2 separate regions of the Triticum aestivum genome follow, and region 1 is linked to region 2. Evidence: chromatin contacts called from public Hi-C data. All regions are on one chromosome and are shown on one strand. Each heading gives the region's core, a stretch centred on a gene start, on an enhancer-like site or on the middle of the called end of the contact. The rest is flanking DNA. Distances are from core to core; before and after follow the strand shown. Region 1 holds the start of LOC123117320. Region 2 holds the start of LOC123113829 (DEAD-box ATP-dependent RNA helicase 37).

What was found. A called contact is a pair of places that touch in the nucleus more often than the background predicts.
Region 1: a Hi-C map of leaf shows a contact between it and region 2, with 5 times the contacts expected there. The contact joins the promoter of LOC123117320 here to the promoter of LOC123113829 in region 2. A contact is called at or near these places in 1 of 5 Hi-C or Micro-C datasets (leaf) and 1 of 1 datasets of contacts at active chromatin or transcription factors (leaf).

What each region holds. Positions count from the first base shown.
Region 1 is chr5B:639,763,444-639,767,472 of IWGSC CS RefSeq v2.1, forward strand. It overlaps LOC123117320, which reads right to left and starts at 2,091. Exons shown (of 2, transcript XM_044538098.1): 1 at 1,743-2,091; 2 at 1,044-1,403. The coding sequence starts at 1,925. The coding sequence ends at 1,134.
Region 2 is chr5B:639,352,071-639,355,905 of IWGSC CS RefSeq v2.1, forward strand. It overlaps LOC123113829 (DEAD-box ATP-dependent RNA helicase 37), which reads left to right and starts at 2,398. Exons shown (of 7, transcript XM_044535142.1): 1 at 2,398-2,606; 2 at 3,580-3,835. The coding sequence starts at 3,629.

The sequences.
Region 1 (4,029 bases), core at 841-3,340, 410 kb after region 2:
AACCTCCTGGGCGTGGTTACGCCGCTCGGACGCAGATCCTGACCACTTTCCTTGATCTTCTCCACCTCTGCCTTCACTTGGTTGATCTCACCCATGAGATCCTCCCTGATTGCGTCTACTTGTCTTGTGATGACGCCTTCCAAATTGGTCGACGTTTCGTCGAGCATCTTGCGTACAGCTTGCACCAGATCGTTCCTCTGGTCCTTGAGGCGCTTGTCGATGGTGCCGGCCATGTCCCCCTTGAGTAGATCGTAGATCGAACGGGCTTCGTCCGACAAATCCTCCATGATCTCGTCCCGCCGCCGCGCCTTGAACCGAGTCGAGTACTGGTGGTGGGGAATCTCCAGGACGAACGGCTCTGATGCCAATTGTAAGATACAGGCCACGAATCTCTCGATCTAAGATGAATTGTGGTATATGATTGATGTTCCGCCCATCCTCCCTCACAGCAAGTATGAAATTACAAGCAATCTCTCAGATCGGCCGAAGCCTCTACCAAAGCCTAGCCAAGCCAAAACGAAGAAGCATCACTCTCTCTTATACTGATCTCAGTTACATCCCATAGCGGGCCCAGTCTGGGCCTGCAAGCCACTGGGGAGGTTTCTTAGCGCGACTGGGCCTTGAGGCCTGTAGTGGAGCGCCAAGTCTTGTAGCTTCAGGTTCCTCGCTCTCCAGTTGCTTATCTGACGAATGGTTCAGTGTAGGAGAGATGCTGACACAACAGCCCATGAGAAGACGTGAGAAGAAAAACAGCCCGTGCGAGCCTGGCATAGCAATTCGACCACCGGGGGACATACTCGGAAGCGAAGGATAAGAACGAGCGGGAGCTGCCTAGGTAGATTTTTTTTCTTACGGTGGCTGAACACGAATCGTGATGCTTTTCATCAAACGGCTTGGAAGTTAGATGTGAGATAATAATTCACCTCTAGATGTGAAATAGTAAATCTGTTCTTCCATAAGAAAGGTATAGTGCTCCTACTGATTTATTGAAGAAAATAATAATTGCTGCGTATTCATTCTGTGTACAGCGGTAATTACAAGTGTGCCTCACCTCAAGAAAATAATAACTGATGCAATCTTAGATAAACAAGACGCATTCTATGAGAAGCAGTTCCATCCAAGAGAGTAACTAGTTAGCGTATCTCGAGAAATGCACAAATCCTAGCCATATCGGCACGAAGATCCTCAAATCCATGGCTCCGGCTTGACAGTGCCTCCCCTTGAGCACGCGTGTCCTGGGTCTCTATATCTCCTGTTATTATGAAGCCGAATCCCACTGGTATGAGAGCAAAGACGATAAGTCCCATCATAATATAGGGATCCTGCACCTGAGGTTCCGAACCGAAATATCGCGCCACGAATATCGAGGCCATCATCGCGATGCTCATCGCGGCCATGAAACACTGCAAAAACCATATACACAGCGAGGTTGTAAGCAAGCACGACAAATTACCGAAATCCATGGACTGATGCGTAGTTGAAGGATTGAATGCACGAGCGAGCGAATGATACTGAAATCCATGGATAGATGCGTGATTAATAAAGAAGTAAATGCACGAGCGGAGAATCAATCATCTGAGTTTTCTATCTATGATCTGATATACTGTAGATTATTACGGAGGAAGCACGTTATACTATAGGAAAGATAATTCAGAGAAGCAAAAGGAAGGCCGTGAAAGAAAAGGGATAATTTAGAGGGGGCAGTGGAAGGATAACTGGAAGGGGTTCTGTCTAGTGCGTACCCTAGTGAAGATCTTGAAGTATTTCCAGGCTGTGGGGTTGGCCGGTGGCCGTACGCCTTCTTCCATCCGGCGGATCTGCTCATCGTACAGCAACGGCCGGTGAGGGCCAGCGGGTCGAGGCTGGCTCCCGTCATAGGAGGGTATATAGAAGCCGCCGTGGCCGCCGAAGAACCAGTATCCCATCGATGGAACACGCCGGAAGGCCGGCGGGAGCAGATCGATCCCGGCAGGTGGAGTCCAACCCGGCGACGGACGCAACTGGTCCAGTTTCTTGATCTGGTTTCGGTGGCGTGTGGCCGTCTGGGGAAAATTTGGGGGACACTAATTCGTAGCAGAATCGTGAACCAAGATATAGCTGAGAATCACATACCCCTCAAAAAAAAACTCAGAATCACATAAAAAAAAGATACAGCTGAGAAAATCGAGTACCCCTAAAAAAAACTGAGAAAATGGACTTTGTCACAAAAACTGAGAAAATCGAGTGCTCCTATTAGACGCCCATTGGCGTCCAATAGTTGAGCTTTCGCACAGGGCAACACCAAGTGGGCCGGCCAACAGCGAGATGCCACATAGTACTATGCCTGAAGATCCTAAAAAACTACTTTGCCTAAAAAATCATTAGTCCGTTTTTTATATATTAAAATCAGGAAAATTTTATATATTAAATCAGGAAACTTTTGCACATTCAGAGCATTTCATAAAAAAATAGAATTTTCAATCATTTTCTTTAAGTTCCGATTTTTAAGAAATTTTAAAACATCTTTTTAGTACACGTGAACGTTTTTATATATGGTGAATATTTTTTAAACATGAACTGAACATTTTCTAAACTTGTGTTAAATAATTTTTTAAAATAATCTGAACATTTTCAAAAATCATACTAAACATTTTTTTGGTTTAGGATGACCATTTTTAAATTACATGATGAACATTTTGGAAATACATATCTTTTATATAACATATGATGAATATTTTTAGAAATTCTGGAGTTACTTGAAAACAGAAACAAAAATCTAGGAAAATCAGAAAAAATGAAAACCCCAAAACAAAATACTATAACAAAAAAGGTATGAAAAAATGAAACAGAAAACCAAAGGACAAAACACAACTGGCCGGTCCACTCGGCGTGCCCCAGTTGGCGTCGTGGCAACTATATGAGGCCCGCGGGCTTCATATAGGATCCACCGAGAAAAATCACTCCTTTTTACTGGAGCAGCCTAATCCAGTGTTGACGCCGGTGCTGAATCTCTCCCATGTGAGAACCTATTTCTTGCCTATTGCCAGACCCAAAGTCCAGTGATGGCGCCGGTGCTATATATCACCCATGCAAGAGCTATATCTCACTTACCGCAAGACCGAGTTTTTTCTCGCAGGAGGCAAGCGGTAGGATGGGCTAGCCCAACTAATACATACTCCCTCCGTTTCAAAATAGATGACTCAACTTTGTACTAAAGTTAGTATAAAGTTGGATCATCTATTTTGGAACGAAGGGAGTACATAGGTGGTTTTAGGAAAGTTCTGCATCGGCTCATGGAACCTTCCCCCACATGATTTTTTTTGTTTGTCCTTTTCTGTATTCATCTTTATGGTTTTCATAGGTTTTTCTCTCTAGTTTTATATTTTAGTTTTATTAGCTCTTTCAAATACATTTTTCTCTGTCAAAGGTGTTTTTATTAACGCAAAATATAACATCAAGTGGATACAAATCATGATGAGTAACACGGTCCCTACAAAAAACATGCTAAAGTTTTTTAAATAAAAGTCAATTGTTTTTAATATACACTGTATATTTTCTGTATAAAGGCTGAACATTTTATTGATACAGGTTAAACTTTTTTAATACATGTTTAACATTTTTCAAATACACGTTCATAAAAAATTGAATATGCACTAATTTTTTTCCAAATGCATGTGAAATATTTTCAGATATCCCTTGAACATTTTGTTAAAATACATGCTCAATTATTTTCAAGAGCACACTCAAGATTCTCTTAATACATGTTGTCCATTTACACATGTTGGACGTTTTTTAATACATGGTGAAGATTTTTGAAAAATTTCACAAAAAGTAATTTTTTAACTTGTGAAAAACTTCAACGTTCATTAATTTTCTATTTTGAGTGGTGAGAACATTTTCTTGAATTTCTGCGAACAAAACACTACATGAACATTTTTTATGGCATTTTGATAAACACTAGAAGAAAAAATTTACATTATCAATTTTTTATAATATGTGGTGAACAATGTTTTGAAAACTACACAAATTAATTTGTTCATAAATATTTTA
Region 2 (3,835 bases), core at 1,148-3,647:
TCACGAGATGTATCTGGTCCAAAACCAGCCGCCGCCCGCGAACGCCCAACCGCCACTTCATTTCCTCTCTCGCCCGCCCGCTCGCGACCTCCCGCCCGTCCGCCGCCGCCCCCACAACCCGCTGCCACCCCGCCGCCCGCTGCCCGCTCGCGACCTCCCGCCCGTCCGCCGCCGCCCCCACAACCCGCTGTCGCCTTGCCGCACGCCGCCCGCTCGCGACCTCCCGCCCGTCCGCCGCCGCCCCCACAACCCGCTGCCGCCTCGCCGCACGCAGCCTGCATCAGATCCGGCCCCGCCCCGCCCCCGCCGCTGTTTCCACGCCGCCCCGCCGCCCGCCCATCGCGGATCCGGCCCGCCCCGTGCGTCGCCGCCCCGTCCGCCGTCGTAGCTCCGCTCCGTCCACCACCCCTCAGCTCCGCCACCGCCCCGCAGCTCCGCCCCGCCCGGCTCCGTCCGCCACCGCCCCGCAGCTCCACCCCGCTCGGCTCCATCCGCCACCGCCCCGCAGCTTCGCCCGCCCGGCTCCGTCCGCCACCGCTCCGTCCGGCCGCCGTCGCTGCTCCACCGCTCTCACCGCTCTTCGATGGCGCCGAAGAAGACGCCGAAGGGCAAGTCGGGCTTCTTCGGCGTGAGGCAGAAGCCCTCCGGTAACTGGGGAGTGGAGTTCTCCGATGCCGGGAGGCGTTGGTGGGTCGGCACGTACCCCTCCGCCCATGAGGCCGCGCGTGCCTACGACGTGACGGTGTGGCGTGCCGGGAGGCCTCGGGAGCACCTCAACTTCCCAGAGATCGAGAGTCGGGTGGAAGCGGAGATGCTTGTGCCGCAGGGCATCAAGATGAAGGAGATCACGACGAAGAAGCCGTCGGTTGTCGTCAATGCCGGCGAGACCGACGAGGAGGCGATGGCAAGGTTTGCTCGGGAGCATCCGGAGTACGTCCAGGCCGAGCTGGAGCACTACTGGAAGCGTGAGGCGGAGCAAAAGAAGAAGGAGGACGAGGCCGGTCCCTCGACGGTGATCCCCATCGAGTCCTCTTCCGAGGAGGACTGGGCAGACTTCTCGGAGGAGGAGGAGGAGGAGGAGGAGGAGGGGTGCGACGACGTGGAGAAGGACGAGTTCTGGGAGCAGTTCCGCAACTCCGACGATGAGGAGTAGTTTATCTAGTAGTTTGAATAAGTAGTAGTTGAAGTTCATGTATGAAACTATGTTGAATTTGATGTTTAAACTATGTTGAATGGACTGGTAGTTTGTCGTTTTAAGAAATTTTCATTTTCATTTTGGACCATCTATTGAAGTTGCTCTTTTGGACCATATGTTGGAGTTGAGTTTTTTCGGAGCTCCACGCATTTTTTGGCGGTCCAAATTTTACATCTTCGGTTTTGGACCGCCAAATTTTGAACCATCTATTGGAGATGCTCTGACCGCAAAAAAAAAAAAAAACTAACTAGCGTGACGTGTAGATGCCAAGTTAGGACGTGAAACGCTTAACAAGGCGGAACACCGCTTGAAATTGCTTGCAAAACCAGTATTATCAACAGCTTTGATGTAAACTGTAAAATAATATATTTTTTAGGTTCAAACACTCACACCAAAAAAACACAAATCATCTAGCTTGGCGTATCGGCACGTCGCCATATCCAGAGCAAGACAAATGCAATTTGTAGTTGATAACCAACACATAAGAGTCAGATATACGCAGCCCTTGGGAACAAGATGAGCATGTAGGTGAGATGCCATTCCAATTCAGAAGCGATGCCTTTGGACGGCCACGAAGAAAGAAACACATGTGCCCACGCCAACGAAAAAGAGAGCAAGAATTAGCAAAAAAACATTTTTTTTAACACACAAGCGCTCATATACATGCGCATACATTCACCCTTATGAACGCACACACGCCACCCTACCCTTATGAGCACCTCCGAAAGACGGAGCCGACATATCATCATAAGATCGCATCGCCGGAAATTCTAAAATAAATTCAAAAATAAATGTGAGCACCAAGATTTGAACTCTGGTGGGACAAGTATACCACAGTCCCTTTAATCATCCAAAAAAGTTGGTTCGCAAATTCATACGAGAACTGATATTTTTATTCCCTGGAATTTTCTTTTCCAAACCTTGCACGGAACCCCTTTCTCATCAACGCAAAAAAAGAAAAGGTCCGTAGCCAAAAAAAAAAAAAACGAACACACGCACTGCGAAGTTGCAAAGTCGAGCGGCACACGTCTCGCGGGAGAGGAGGGGCCCATGACGCGGCCGGAGGGAGGAATCCAGCCCGGACACCAGCCGCACCACCGTCACGCACAGAGGCCGCGGCGCGCACGCGTTGCGGGCCGGCCAAGTCAGAAAAAGGGCTGGCAGGCAGATATTTTGGGGCGCCTCCAGCCTCCTCTCCCTACCCTAGCCAAGCCGAGCCAGGTGCGTGCACCCTTCCTCCACCCGCAGCTTTTCCTTGCTCCCTTCGGCTCCTCTCCCCCCACCTTCCCCCCTTCAACCTTCGATCTCCTCTCCTCTCCCCCCGATTCTCTAGGGTTTCTCCCGACACCCGCCCCCCGCAGCCCCCAGCCCCGCCGACTCCGACCCGCTCCCTCCCGCTCGCTCGCCGCAGGTCAGCTCCCCTCCCCGATCTCCTCCTCCCCCGCGCCGATCTGGGCGGCGCCTCCGCCCGATCCAATCAGTTCCCGTGGTTTTGTTCTCCCGTGGGAGCTTGGCCGGGCTCGCCGTCGCGCTAGGCTGCTTGCTGTTCTCGGGGTTTTCTAGCTGTCGGCGGGTTTCCGGCGCCGCAGGGCCGCTAGATTCCTAGGGTTTTCGATTTTTCCTTAACCGAGGCAAGCGCTTCTCCCGGCCAAGGTTTAGCGCGACATGCCGCTGCCGCTTAATCCTGTGCGCAGTAGTGCGCCCGGTTTCCCTCTCGCAGTGGTTCGATCTAGAAGCTTAGCGGGGTTTCCCACCTTGCATGCCGCGTTTCATCTTTGTGTATGCGAGATTTCCGCCGCAATTTGGTGCGGTTGGTGCGTTCAGGGCATCTTACTAGCTGTTTTCATAGATGGCGTTTTGTGTTTGGACGAGATCTCTGCTTGTTATGTTAGCGTGTTTCCTCTCCGTACGTAGATCTACTCTAGTATGACAGTGCCGCCTGTGTACAGCTTTTGTTTTGAATCTGGGACGTGTGTGCTTCTGCTTCTAGGTATAGGGAGTAAGTATTAGACTTGCAGATTACATTAAGAGGCTTCATGCTTAGGGTTTTGTTGGTAGTTTACAGTGCGTATGAGCAAAATCTAGGTAGCTTGTCTCGCAGAGGACCATCCTAATTGAACCGCTTTTGTTAGTGTAGATTCTATTGTATCTTCTGGGCTTGAACTTACGATTCGGTTTATATATGTTAGCATATATCATGGATTTGACCTGAATCTGCATTACACATGTGTTTGATACAATCATATAACTGCTCTTATACCTTGCCAAAGCAAAAATATTTCTAACCTGAAGCACTTCTTTTTGTTCAGATTCTGTATTTATTACTGGTAACATATTGTCGTGGTCTACTTTTTGTACTGAATAGCTGTTCCTGATATTCACAGGTTTTAGCGTTCAGCCGTAGCACTTTCATCAAAGGTTTTGTGCAAAATTATGCGATCTTCATGGGCTGATTCAGTTGCGAACGCCGAGGAATCGGCGCCCGCGACTGGTGCTGCTCCCGCCCCTGTTGCCAATCACCAGAACTCGCGTCCCACTCGCAGCTCTTACGTCCCTCCTCACCTCCGTGGTGGTGGCCGCTCACCAGAGAACCAAGTGCCAGCTGCAGCTCCAACACCAGCTGGCGCATACCCCTCAGGT